Linked DNA regions of Mus musculus: region 1 is linked to region 2. A link is a contact called in public promoter capture Hi-C data. All regions are on one chromosome and are shown on one strand. Each heading gives the region's core, a stretch centred on a gene start, on an enhancer-like site or on the middle of the called end of the contact. The rest is flanking DNA. Distances are from core to core; before and after follow the strand shown. Region 1 holds the start of 9130409I23Rik (RIKEN cDNA 9130409I23 gene). Region 2 holds the start of Ephx1 (epoxide hydrolase 1, microsomal).

The links. Capture Hi-C pulls out chosen DNA fragments and counts their contacts.
Region 1: a promoter capture Hi-C map of adipose tissue shows a contact between it and region 2. The contact joins the promoter of 9130409I23Rik here to the promoter of Ephx1 in region 2. A contact is called at or near these places in 2 of 39 promoter capture datasets (the HPC-7 cell line, HPC-7-derived erythroid cells and macrophages), 1 of 15 datasets of contacts at CTCF or cohesin (the NIH/3T3 cell line), 3 of 484 Hi-C or Micro-C datasets (the HL-1 cell line, the N1E-115 cell line and Sertoli cells), 2 of 115 datasets of contacts at active chromatin or transcription factors (both in embryonic stem cells) and 4 of 9 other capture datasets (adipose tissue, liver, macrophages and 1 more).

The regions. Positions count from the first base shown.
Region 1 is chr1:181,047,507-181,053,801 of GRCm38.p6, reverse strand. It overlaps 9130409I23Rik (RIKEN cDNA 9130409I23 gene), which reads right to left and starts at 2,565. Exons shown (of 3, transcript NM_001033819.2): 1 at 2,402-2,565. The coding sequence starts at 2,483. It overlaps Gm39716 (a long non-coding RNA gene), which reads left to right and starts at 1,459. Exons shown (of 2, transcript XR_003948798.1): 1 at 1,459-2,109; 2 at 5,439-6,295. It also overlaps the pseudogene Gm17967.
Region 2 is chr1:181,015,571-181,021,693 of GRCm38.p6, reverse strand. Ephx1 (epoxide hydrolase 1, microsomal) reads left to right here and starts at 4,125. Exons shown (of 9, transcript NM_010145.3): 1 at 4,125-4,267.

The DNA of each region.
Region 1 (6,295 bases), core at 1,316-3,815, 34 kb before region 2:
CTGAATAACTATTGTAACCTTGGCCTTTCCATCAGGAGACAGCCATTGCTGGGATGCTCAGGCCAGCAGCTCTAAGCCACACTAATAAACGTCTCCCTGCCTTTGCTACCCCTGTGCCAGGATTACTCTTCTGTGCCACTGGGCCTGGCTTTCATCTGGGAGCTGGGCATCTGAATTCCGGTCATGATGCCTGCATCACAAACACTGTATTGACTGAGCTATGTCTCTAAGGCCACTTCATTCTTATTTGTCATAGCTTAACAATACACTCTGTGTAAACACACCACTGTCTCCATTGATGGTCACATCGGTTAAACCCACAACTTAACTATTGTGAATGTCACAACATATATGAAAGTGCAGGTTTCTCATTTGTGTGCTGACTGCATTCACTTTGGAAGTGTAACAGGAAGTGAGAGAAAATTTTACGTGGTAGATCTATTGTGAGATTATGATGGGAGGAAAACCACTATTTTTCTTAAAATTAATTTTTAGAAAATCCATATTGTCCTTTATAGTAAGTGCATATAGCTTATGACCCCCGTAGCAGGGTGCAAGCAAGCCTTTTCTCTGTTTATGTTTCTGTGATGGCTTGCAACCCAGCAGGAACCATGGAGGCCACCAGAGGAACAGAAGGTTTCTGCTGTGCCAGAAACCGGAATCTCCACAGAGTTTAAGATAAAACCCCTGAGGAAGATGCTTGCCCTAAAGACACTTTGGAAGGCAAAGAGGAAGCTTATCTGTGAAAGACAAATAAAGGCCGATATATAGAGAACTGGCATTGATATGGCTAGGTTGGCAAGGATGGCTGGAAACTCCTATACCTGCAGAACCATCAGAGCCCAAGGCACCAAGGCTATGGACTCCACAACGTGCTGCAGCTTCTCTGCTTCTACCAGGTCTTCAATGACAGACACCTTTGTTAAATTCAACAAGACTTCAGTCCACACCCTGGGAATTGGGGAACGCACATGGAAGGACCCCAACCAGAAGTTGGTAAATGAGCTAATCTACAAGCCTGGTTAGGGCAAAATCAATAAGAAGAGAATTGCCTCGACAGATAATTCTTTGATTGCTCGATCTCTTGAGAAATACGGCATCATTTGCATAAAGAATATAATTCCTGGGATCTATACAATTCAAGGAAGCAAACAGCCTCCCATGGCCCAAATATCGTCTCCAAGAGGTGGAATGAAGGAAAAATAAAAAAGACCACACATTCACTAGAAGATGCAGATGCTGTAGACCAGACAGACAGGCTTATGTGAAGGATGGAGGAAGGGTCCCCTGGGTATTTCTGTAAGCTGGTCAGTTAATAAACAGCGACTGCTTGTTGGGGTGGGGGACAGAAAAGGGGGGAAAAGTGAGAGAACAGGAGAGAGAATGGGGTAAGAAAGCCAGAGCTAGAGAGAGGGGGAAGGGAAGGAGGGGGAGGGGGAGGTAATGAGAGAGAGAGAGAGAGAGAGAGAGAGAGAGAGAGAGAACAGTAAGTAGCACCCCCGGACTTCTTCCCGGATGCAGAGCAAGTGCTCTGGGTTCTTTCCTTATTCAGCAGGATGCTGGCTGCGGCCTCACGTGGGCTGCTCCAGCATTCAACCATCCAGTACATCCCCAGCCCCACCTCCGTGAATTCTCTGCCCAGCACCTCACTCTCAGTAGTTTCTGCAGCTCCCATTGCTGAGAACCAGTTTTGTCCCTTTTCTGGCATCCTTGCTTTACATAAAATTTTAGTTTATTTTGAGATTTTTTTTTTTTTGAGCATGTTTGGTCGATCAGGCATTTCTGTCAATTTTGTGACGTGGACTTCTTAGAAAGTGACCAAAGTTTCAGAAATACACTATCATGTCGACGTAACTCAAGCAACGGCCCTGGTTTTCTTCCCGATGGCCATCCATCTCTGTTCCCAGAAAGGAAATCCTGAGCAGCACTCATTCCTCCTCGAATATGGTCGAATTTTCATGGAGAAATATAAAGTCCTTTCTGCTTTTCAAATGGGATGGCTAGATTTGTGGGGAAAGTCCCCCTCTTGTAACAAGAATCGATGACAACTTCCCGTTTCTTTGACTTTCCCCGGCTACCGGTGAGAACACCGAATTCCATTGTTTGAGGGTGAGTTTTCATGTAGGTGGATATCACACTATTAATTATTATCAATAATTATTTTTATTTTTATGCAATATGTATATAGCATAGATAAGATTGTCGTATGTCGTTTCCTATCAACTATGCATAAGTGATTTGCAATATGCTCAAATCAAGGGTTCTCTCTCTCACACTCAAGCTCTCCTGGGTAAACGAAATGGGACTAGAACTCAAAACGAACCACAAGGCTCTGCATCCTGGGTACTGGGATGAAAGGTCTTCCCCCCCCCCCCACACACACACACACAGGCAATCTCACCCAATATCTCCCGACGTCGATCATTATGCAGCCGATCATTGTACACCCACTCAGCATCTTCCAGTGATGCGAGTTTCCTCATGGCTGGTGTGCACACCTGCCCTAGGATCTGCTCCAGGTGCAACTCCGAGAGGGTGACAGGATCAATAGCAGCTGTGGCCTGCATCTCTTATCCCCTTCACAGGCTGAGTAATACCTTTGAGGAGGTGCTAAACACCACCCAGTCACCAGCCCGGCCTGGTCAGCTGACTCTGCAGGCTGTGCCTCCAGGGTCTGAGGTTTGGATGTACCCTCCTGCAGTCTATGGGTATCACTGACCCTGCACGTAAAGGCCAGGCCTCTGCCCTAGCACGGCTGCAGCCATTTTGTTCCATGCCTGCCAACTTTTTCATAGTGTACTTGTAAAATGCCTGTCAGTTATTGGCACAGAAAAATAACTTGACTCAGAGCCGGGTTGTGCTGTGAGTCCCCTGTTACAGTCTGTATGAGTTTGTTGATATTTTTCTTTTTCTTTTTTGTTTTTGTTTTTGTTTTTCGAGACAGGGTTTCTCTGTGTCCTGGAACTCACTCTGTAGACCAAGCTGGCCTCAAACTCAGAAATACGTCTGCCTCTGCCTCCCAAGTGCTGGGATTAAAGGCGTGCACCACCACTGCCAGTCAAGGTTTGTTAATCTTAAAAGAAAAAAAAAATCACAAAGTTTTACGTAGCACCCTTTGTATTAGAGGTCAATATGAACTGTTATGTCTGCATTGGCTTGAGTCAGGACTGACTACCCAGCAGCATTCCCAGCACCTGCGTATGAACTCATTGTGGTTTTGTTGTAGTTTTGTTTTGGTTTGTTTTGTTTTTGTTTTTTTGTTTTTGGTGTGGTTTTATCCTTTATAAACTGATATAAAAAATAATGTTCAAGGTCGTAGCTTCAGCGCCTCCCCCTTCCCCCCCCCCCCCGAATTCTGAACTACAGCCCTGATGGATCAGTCTTAGAATATGCATTCAATAAACCATCCCTGTTGGACTGAGATGGGTGTTCGTGTGTTTCGTGGGGCAATTCCTGGACCCCAACATTTGGTACATTGGCCGGGAAGCCCCCTACCCTGGAACATCCCTCAGTTACTGACAGTGAATGCCAGGAAGCCAGCTGGCCCTCTATGAGGAGGAAAGTTTTTTTTGTTTTTTGGTAGCTTCCCAGTTCTTTTTCTTAGTTTGGTCTTGTTTCTGGTACCTTTTGGTGACTCAAGTAAAGACAGCTGGACACAGTAATGCTCCCTGGTCAGGAGGACAGAGGATGCTCCGAATCTCCTCTTGGCTAGGTGGTCAGAATAAAATCCACCCCTTTGGACAAAGGCTTAGTCTTTAGATCTAAAAATAAATACACTTAATTCTTGAAATTATATATAAAGAGAAAGGAGATTATAGGTGTAATTTACCCACTAAGATATTTAGTTTTAAATTTTCAAAAGGATCTTTTAAAATTTCAATTGAAAGATAAAACTTTTTTTGTTGTCGAGAGGTTTTGCCCTAGGAAAGATATAACCTGCCAGAAAAGGCCATCCCTTTCCCAGAGGTAAGCAGTTGGGACAGGGTTTTGGTTTTATCTTCCCAGGAGAATAAAAGCACCCAACTAAGGAATCTGGGACCACAGGGCAACTGAAACATCTGAAGAAAAAGGCCAGGCCAGCAAGAGAAAATGTCCCCCCACTCCCTCCCCCCAAAAAAGAGTAAGTTGGCTAAGTGGTATTGCTGCCCTCTACAGACATAAGTGGCAACTGCTCTTCATGTGGTCCCAATTCAATTAAGGAAAGCTGGCTTTGGGTTTGGAGAGAGGCTCTCTCCTAATCTAAACCCACACATGCTTGTTAAAGGAAAATCTAAAATCTTTGTCTCATATCAGAAGAACCACCTGGTATCAGACAGAGGAAAAAAGAGAAAGACTAGTTTTTTTTTAATTAGGTATTTTCTTCATTTACATTTCCAATGCTATCCCAAAAGTACCCCCATACTCCCCCCACCCACTCCCCTACCCACCCACTCCCATTTCTTGGCCCTGGTGTTCCCCTGTACTGAAGCATATAAAGTTTGCAAGACCAAGGGGTCTCTCTTTCCAATGATGGCCAACTAGGCCATCTTCTGCTACATATGCAGCTAGAGACATGAGCTCTGGGGTACTGGTTAGTTCATATTGTTGTTCCACCTATAGGGTTGCAGACCCCTTTAGCTCCTTGGGTATTTTCTCTAGCTCCTCCATTGGGGGCCCTGTATTACATCCAATAGCTGACTGTGAGCATCCACTTCGGTGTTTGCCAGGCACTGGCATAGTCTCACAAAAGACAGCTATATCAGGGTCCGAGAAAGACTAGTTTATTGCCAGTAATACAATCCTCTTTTGGTTGTCATCTGACTCTCCAAAACTTTCTTAAGATAAAAGTATCTAAACATGCGTACGATTATTACTTACATATAAACTTTCTACCGTGATGCTAGTGGTCATACAGAATATTCACTAATTCTAGAAATAAGCTTCATCCAGCTTCCTGTATGTGTTTTCAGGTTTGAGTCTGAAGCAGGTAACCAGGAACTGCTGAATATGGCAATTAAAATGTTTAGATTTTCTACCATTCCCAACAGTAACCTTTGAGGTTCCCCGAGGAGATGAAGGGACCCTGCAACAACGAATCCACCTGGATTGTGGTACCGCCAACTACTGGGCAAAAGTGCCCCAGGCCTCTTCTGCCACCAGGTTCTGCACAGTGGACACCTGTGGGTTTGCTACTGTGTTCTACCTAGCCAGGACTGCTACTGAGCTGACAAACACCACCCAAAGATCAGCTTTGGACGACAGATTGCTCAGGACATTCAAACTGCTGAGTTCATATGGGGCTGATACGAACACTTTACAGAACTTTGAACTCAAAAGACTCCATTCTAAGGCTGCCGAATACAACCACGTTGGGCTTTGTGGAGAGCTTGGCAGAAATAGCCTCATTATTGTAAATAGTTTTACTGTGTTTGAGTTAAAAATCTTTCCTTTTTATTTAGGCAAGAAGAATATAGGAATAATAGAAGTAGAAGGAAGAAGACGTGGAGCCACATGACTGAGGACTGAGACTTCTGAAACAATCCGAACACTTCCTGGGTTCAAACCCAGGACAAGTCTCACTCAGCACCTGCGGCTCCTTTTGGACTCGGCTCCTCTCTCGCTCTCCTTCCCCCCCTCTCCTCTCATGGTCTGGTTTAGCCTGCCAGCCCCATCCAACCTGGACTGTTCCCTCTGCCTGCTTCCTCCTTTATATTCACCATAAAGCCATTCTCCACATTTCAGGGATGGTCAATGTCCCCCCTTCATCTCATCTTTCATTCACTGAGGACCCAATCAATAGCCTGTGGTGAAGATTGATCGCTGAATTATATTTAAATGCTATAGGGTACCAGTGAATATGTTTGGTATAATGACTGGGTCTCTTTGCATTTGTGAGGTCAAGTGTGCCAGAGAAATCTGGCTTGTCCAACAAAGCCATTCCCTTAGTAATCTGTTGACCCACTTGGATGGCCATTATCACCACATTTTTCCCTTCTAGATTTTAGTTTGGTTTAGTTTAGTTCATTGGTGGGAACACATGTGCACAGGCCTGTGGAGTTCAGAGTTCAATGTTCAGTGTCCTTCCCTATGACTCTCCACCTTGGTTTTCTAACCCAGGCCTCTGACTGAACCTGGAACTCACCAGTGTGCCAAACTAGCTGATAAGTCCTGCCTGTCTCCTCATCCTCTAGCACTGGGTTTGATTTCAACACGTGAAACCACACCTATGAGTGTTGTGTGTCCACATTCATCTTTCTTACCCACTGAGCCACTTCCCTAAGCCACTAGATTTTAACTGTCATCTCTGCATATGTAT
Region 2 (6,123 bases), core at 2,876-5,375:
ACAGTAACTTCTAGGGAGAAGGTGGCATCCATCACCTTATATTTCTGCCACTCTTTCAATGCCCGGCTCAAGGGGAGAAAGCAGCACTCTGCATGCCTCAGGGGTTTCAGTCTGCCATGAAACACTGCCATGGACAGAACGCAGGAGGAAACCTTGTTCTGCCCACCCTGCCATCGGGAAATGAAGGATCATCATGGCTGCTTCACAAATAATTGCATTTTACACTTCACTGAACTTTATGAGTGATAGGCCCTGCCATCAGTAGCTGGGGAATCAGAGTCACTGTGGAAACAGCACAGCAGACTTGGATGTCTGGGGTTTGAGGTTTTTAGAATGTGTTTGTTTGGAGAGATGGCTGGGCAGGTAAGATCACTGGCTGTTCTTGCCAAGGTTCAGAGTTCAATTCCCAGCACCCACATGGTGACTCACAAACATCTGTAACTCCAGTTCTAGGGGGATGTGACACCCTCTTCATACACATACATTTTTAAATAAAAATTTTAAATTTGTTTGGTGGCTTTGGGTTTCTTGAGACAGAATCTATCCCTGTTTAGTTCATGTTGGCCTCAATACCTTTATCTTTTGAGACCTGAGCCTCCTGCATGCTAGGATTACAGATCACAACCCCCAGTCCTAGCTCTAGGATCTCTTAATCTTTCCACTGATTAGATTCTGGCTGGCCTTGAATTTGTGATCTTCCTGAGTCAGTGCCCAGGCATCTAGAATTACGAGTCAGCACCACTGAACCATACTAGCCTGGCTTTCTTTTAGGGAATGGGAGAACCAAGAGCGGTTCTGCAATTTTTATCCTGTTACCCACGTGCTTTTCAGAGTTGCTGTGTGTGTGAACTGAGGGCTTCCAGCAGGAGACGTGTGAACAGACAACATGACTGCTCCAGTGAATGGCTAAGTGGAAGGTTCTTGTTGTACGTATGTATAAGGGAGAGAAAGGACAGCCAGAGGCACCCGGATGAATCCAGAGCAGAGAGAAAAAGTAAACTGAGCATGGCCAGCAGAGTGGACTTGGCCATGAGAAGGGGGTGGGGTGGAGAAAGAGCCTAACAGGAAAGAAAGACAGGAGAGGAGTCAGAGTACAGAGCCTTTGCAAGGGAATGAGCGGCTGTGGGGAGGGAGCCCGTGAGCTGGTTAGGGTAGGGTATGAGAAGAATTGAGAAGAGACCTGCATGGACTCTAACAGGTCCTGTGACCCTAAGGGAGTCTGGAGGCCAGCTTACACTTTGGTATGCTCATAGACACTCGAGATAGCCACTTGTCCCAAGTTTCTTTCGGACCAGATTGTGTGTGAGAGTCAGCTTTCCCTTCCAATCACAAGGACTTGAAGTAACCAGTTTATAAGGAAATCAGGTTTGTCCTGGCATGGGATCTTAGAGATCTCGGGTTTGCATCTGGTGGCCCTGCTTGGAGGCCTGTGGTGACACAATATGGCAGAAACGGACACTGGGGGGGGGGGAATGTTCAACCCATAGCCAGGGAATTTGGTGGTATGAACAGGGGTGTGGTTGGGGTCCTGTGATTCCCTTCAGGGGCATGACCTGCAGATCTCTCACCTCTTATACAGTTTCCATGCCTCCCACCAGCCCTGCACAGGGTGACCCAGACAGAGCTGCCTGGGTGCTCTAAAGTATGTGCCAAGAATCAACCTCTTACTTCTTTTTCTTCTTTCTCCTTTCTTCCTTTCTTTCTTTCTTTCTTTCTTTCTTTCTTTCTTTCTTTCTTTCTTCCTTTCTTTCTTCCTTTCTTTCTCCCTTTCTTTCTTTCTCTCTCTCTCTCTCTCTTTCTCTCTCTCTTTTTCTTTCTCCCTTTCTTTCTTTCTTTCTTTCTTTCTTTTTTCTTTCTTTCTTTCTTTCTTTCTGTTAGATTGGCCTATAGGTAAGGCTGTGGGGGGTTGTGTTTTATAAAACAGAAAAGGAAGCCAGGGATGTGTTTGTAGAGTGAGGTACAGTGCAGGAGAAGGGATGCCTCTGCAGGACCATGCTGAGGGACCAGCCACACGACAGGTATAGGATAGAAGAGAGTTTATTTAAGGCATGGGGAGGGGAATTGAGGGAGTAGAAAGAGAGGAAGGCAGAGAGAGACAGAGAGAAAGGAGAGGAGTAGAGGGCGGCCATGAGCACGTGGGAAGGGGAAGGGAATGGGGAGAGAAGGGACAGATTAGGTAAGAGGGTAAAGGAGTAAGAGGGTGAGGAGGGGCCAGACAGCCTCTTTGATACTGAGTCAGGCATACCTGGTTGTTGCCAGGTAACTGTGGGGCAGAGCCTAGAAAAAATGCTAACGTGGAACATTTTGTTAATTAGTGATTGATGGATATGAGTGGACCCAGCCCACCAGCCATCTGGACAGATGTGTCCTTAGCTGTGTAAGGAAGCAGGCTGAGCAAGCCATAAAGAGCAAGCCAGAAACAGTGCCCTCTGGTCCAGTTCCTGCCTTCAGGTTCCTGTCCTGAGTTTCTGTCCTGACTTCCCTCAGGGATGGAGTGTGTCTGAGTTTCCAGCTGAAACCAATCCCTTCTTCCCTGTGCTGCTTTGATCACGATATTTTATCTTAGCAGTAGGAGACCTAACTAAGACAAGTAGGTTTATCACATTCACAGGATGATACATCCATCACCAGCAACTAGTGTTATGGTTTTGTCTTTTCTTTTCTTTTCTTTTCTTTTCTTCTTTCTTTCTTTTTTTTTTATTTTTAGTTATTTTCTTATTTTTTGAGACAATGTAATTTTTTTTATTTATTGTTATATGTAAGTACTGTAGCTGTCTTCAGACACACCAGAAGAGGGCATCAGATCCCATTACAGATGGTTGTGAGCCACCATGTGGTTGCTGGGATTTGAACTCAGGACCTTCCGAAGAGCAGTCGGTGCTCTTAACCTCTGAGCCATCTCACCAGCCCCTTTCTTTCTTTTTCAAGACAGGGTTTCTCTGTGTGACCCTGGCTGTCCTGGAACTTTCTCTGTAGACCAGGCTGGCATCATAGTCAAAGATCTGCCTGCCTCTGGCTCCTACTCAAGGAATGCTGGGAATAAAGGTGTAGCCACCATTGCCCAGCACATTAGAATGTTTCCATCTACACTTTGTTAAGAACAATACGTTTACTGCTTTGCTGAATGGCTGGAGGCAGCGCTCCTGTGGGAACAGTTTAGAGGGCGCTATGAAACAAGCCTGGACTATACACTGCAGAGGAGGACGGCAGGTGTGCAAACGGTGTGCTGGGGAGGGGAAGGAGCTGCAGTACCTGGAAATCCCAGGTTCCCAGAGAGGATTGAGGACACACTATCCAGGAGTTCCACGGAGGCAGGAATGAGTTGAATGTGTTCACTGGAGAGAAACCGGCTCTCCGTTAGAACGGAGAGGGTTTGGGCCATGATGAGCAGCGAAGGAGGCTGGAGATCAGAGGTGAGAGGTGAAAATAGGATCCCTACGCTTCACATGTGTGTAGGATGATAAACCTGGACCCCGCGGCAGGCACTGCTAGGCCCTCACAGTGGTGTGCCTGGTCATCTTGTCTGTGTGGCTGCTGAAGCCTGAGAAGGTTCTAGGCGAGTCTTAGGAGGGCCGCGGGGGTAAAGACAGGGCACTGGGCAGGCTGGCTAATGGAGAGCAGGTTAGCCCCAAGGGTGCCAGGAACTGTGGTTGTCCTACTCCTGCTTGCTGGCTAGGCAGCGCTCTCTCCCTCCTCCCTGTGCTGGCCTCTGCTTGGTGTCCATGCCTCCTGGGCTTCAGATCAGCCAGCCTCACAGGGTGCACTTAACGACAAACTTCAGGTTTGTGTGTTCATTCCACACTTCACTATTTTATTTGTGGTTCTGGGAATGAACTCCAGCGCCTTGCCCACGCGAGACACTCTACCCTCAAGCTTTATCCCCAGATGTTTGCTCACTGACTGGTTCGCTTATAAAATGGTTACAACGAACTGCTAGGAAGGTGAGAGGAAGGCTGTAGCACCAGGCCAGCTTGGGCTCTTGTGTGTAGAGTCCACAGACTGCAGAGTTTAAACTGCCAATACCCTGTTCAGAACAGCAGACTTTGCCAGAATAGGTGAAACACCTTAGCTAGATGCTCAGCTAGCCTTGGCCAACCAGCCAACTCGGGGGTGGGGCCAAGGCCTGGGCGGGGCTAGTGGGGGCGGGGCTAACAGGCAGCTGGTGTCACCAGCTCAGCAGCAGGCAAAGAGGCTCAAGAGGAGTTTGAGAGTGGAGGAACTGCACACCAGCCGCCGCGGGAGTAGGAACCCGAGAGCGACCCTGACAGTAAGCTCCGGGGACAGCAGCGGCACTCCAGCGTGAGAGTTGCGAGGGCTTCGCGTATCTCCCGCAGCTAAATGCGCTTCCCCTTATCCTAAGACCGATCCAGGCGTGCAATAGGCCATGCTTCTTAGTCCTGCATCTGATGCTCCATCCTCTTCCAGGGGCGTCAACCCCTTGCTTGCGCTTCGGAAGCAAGGGGTGGGTGCTGCGCCTGACAGCGATGCTGGCTCCTCAGCCCCCTGGTTTCCCCGCCCGCCCGCCCCCCCATGCATGTTTGTCCCTTGGGTTCCAGGCTTGCTACTTGCCCAGGCACCTGAGCCAATCCAGGTAGCTGAGGGCGCCGTCCAAGTGACTCTTAATTTTAACTTCTCCAGTCTGCACCTCCCGTCATTTAAACTTCCGGCGGCCAGAAGTCTGGATAGCCTTTCTGGCATCTGGTTGGCGGGATCAGGAGGGAGGTGGAGGGATCCGGTATGTATGCATGCGCGTTGACAGTAGGGCTGTGCCTTTGCTGGCATTCTGTGCTGCTGGCAGGATTGTAGAGATGGACATCTGCGACATTTGCTTCTCTGCCTCCGATTTCGGCCTGATCTTTTTTTTAAAGTCGCAGAGCCCCAGAGGCTCACATTGTTTTTACTGTGACAGTGACTTCCTCCCTCAAGTGGAGGCTTTCACTGGCTGTGCGTGGTCTGACTTCACACAAGACTTGAAGCTGAGGGGGCTGGGGGGAAGGGTGGAACAAAAACGTGGGCGTGTTCAGCAAAGACTTTCCATTCCCTAATACCCACACCAGGCGGGCCACGTGAGGGCTTCCTGTGTCCCTAAAGAAGTATGTTCAGTGCAACCGTGCTCAACGACACGGACTGACTGTTCAGACACTGCCCCCCACCCACCCACCCTGGGGATAGCAGGGAATGTGTTCTCATGGGCTCTGGGAGCTTTTGAATGCAGACAACAAACAAAATTCAAGGTCCTGGGTCAGATCCCCAACACCACATAATAAATAAACATATCTTTGTAAAATATAAATTATATTTGTGAGCTGTAGGAAATAGGAGGTCATAAAGAGGGAGCAGGACTGTTGACTAGAGAGGAAGAGGCCACACTTTCACACTCCAGAGGGTCAGGAGGGTCAGGAGTGCGCCTCACTACTCAGTATCCAGCTGCACAAGGCTGAGGAGAACATGCAAAGGCCCTGAGGCAGAGGTGCGCCTGCTGTGGGTGGCTTTTATGTCCTCAGTTGCCCTCTGGAAGAGAGACCAGAGTCAGTGAGGAGGCTCCAAGCTTTCAGCTGCCCCTCCGACCAAGAAAACAAGATTTCCCTAGACCCTCGGGTGCTCCTGGAGTCAGCTGGGTGACCTTCAGCACCATCCCTAATCCCCATGTTATCTGGTGTGACTGCACCAGCCTTTGGCTGTGCCTTACACACCTGCTGCCCAGATGAACTGAGAGGGAAATGCATGGGGAACAGAGGGAGGGATTTTTAGTGAAAGGGTGAGAGCCTCCACCAGACCCCTGGGGTCCAGTTTCTGCCCAGAGCCCAACTAGAGCACAGTGGTACCCACAAAAAGCCCTGTAAGGATGAGTAGTGTCTCTCCTCCATGCCCAGCAGCTCCAGCATGCCCAGGCATAGCCCTACTGATCTGGTGCCTCCACCCTTTTTGTTTTTTGTTTCCCCTGGGATCCTGGCCCTGGATCAAGTATTTGAAGGGCAGAGGCCCAAGTTCCACTTCCTGGTTCTTGTTTTAAGACCTCAGAGTATGGGAACACAGCCTGGCTGGAGGGATGAGGGACAACAGAGAATAAGATTGGAGGCAGGAGAGCCACTAGTCAGTGCCACTGGCCTTTTGGGGTTACCT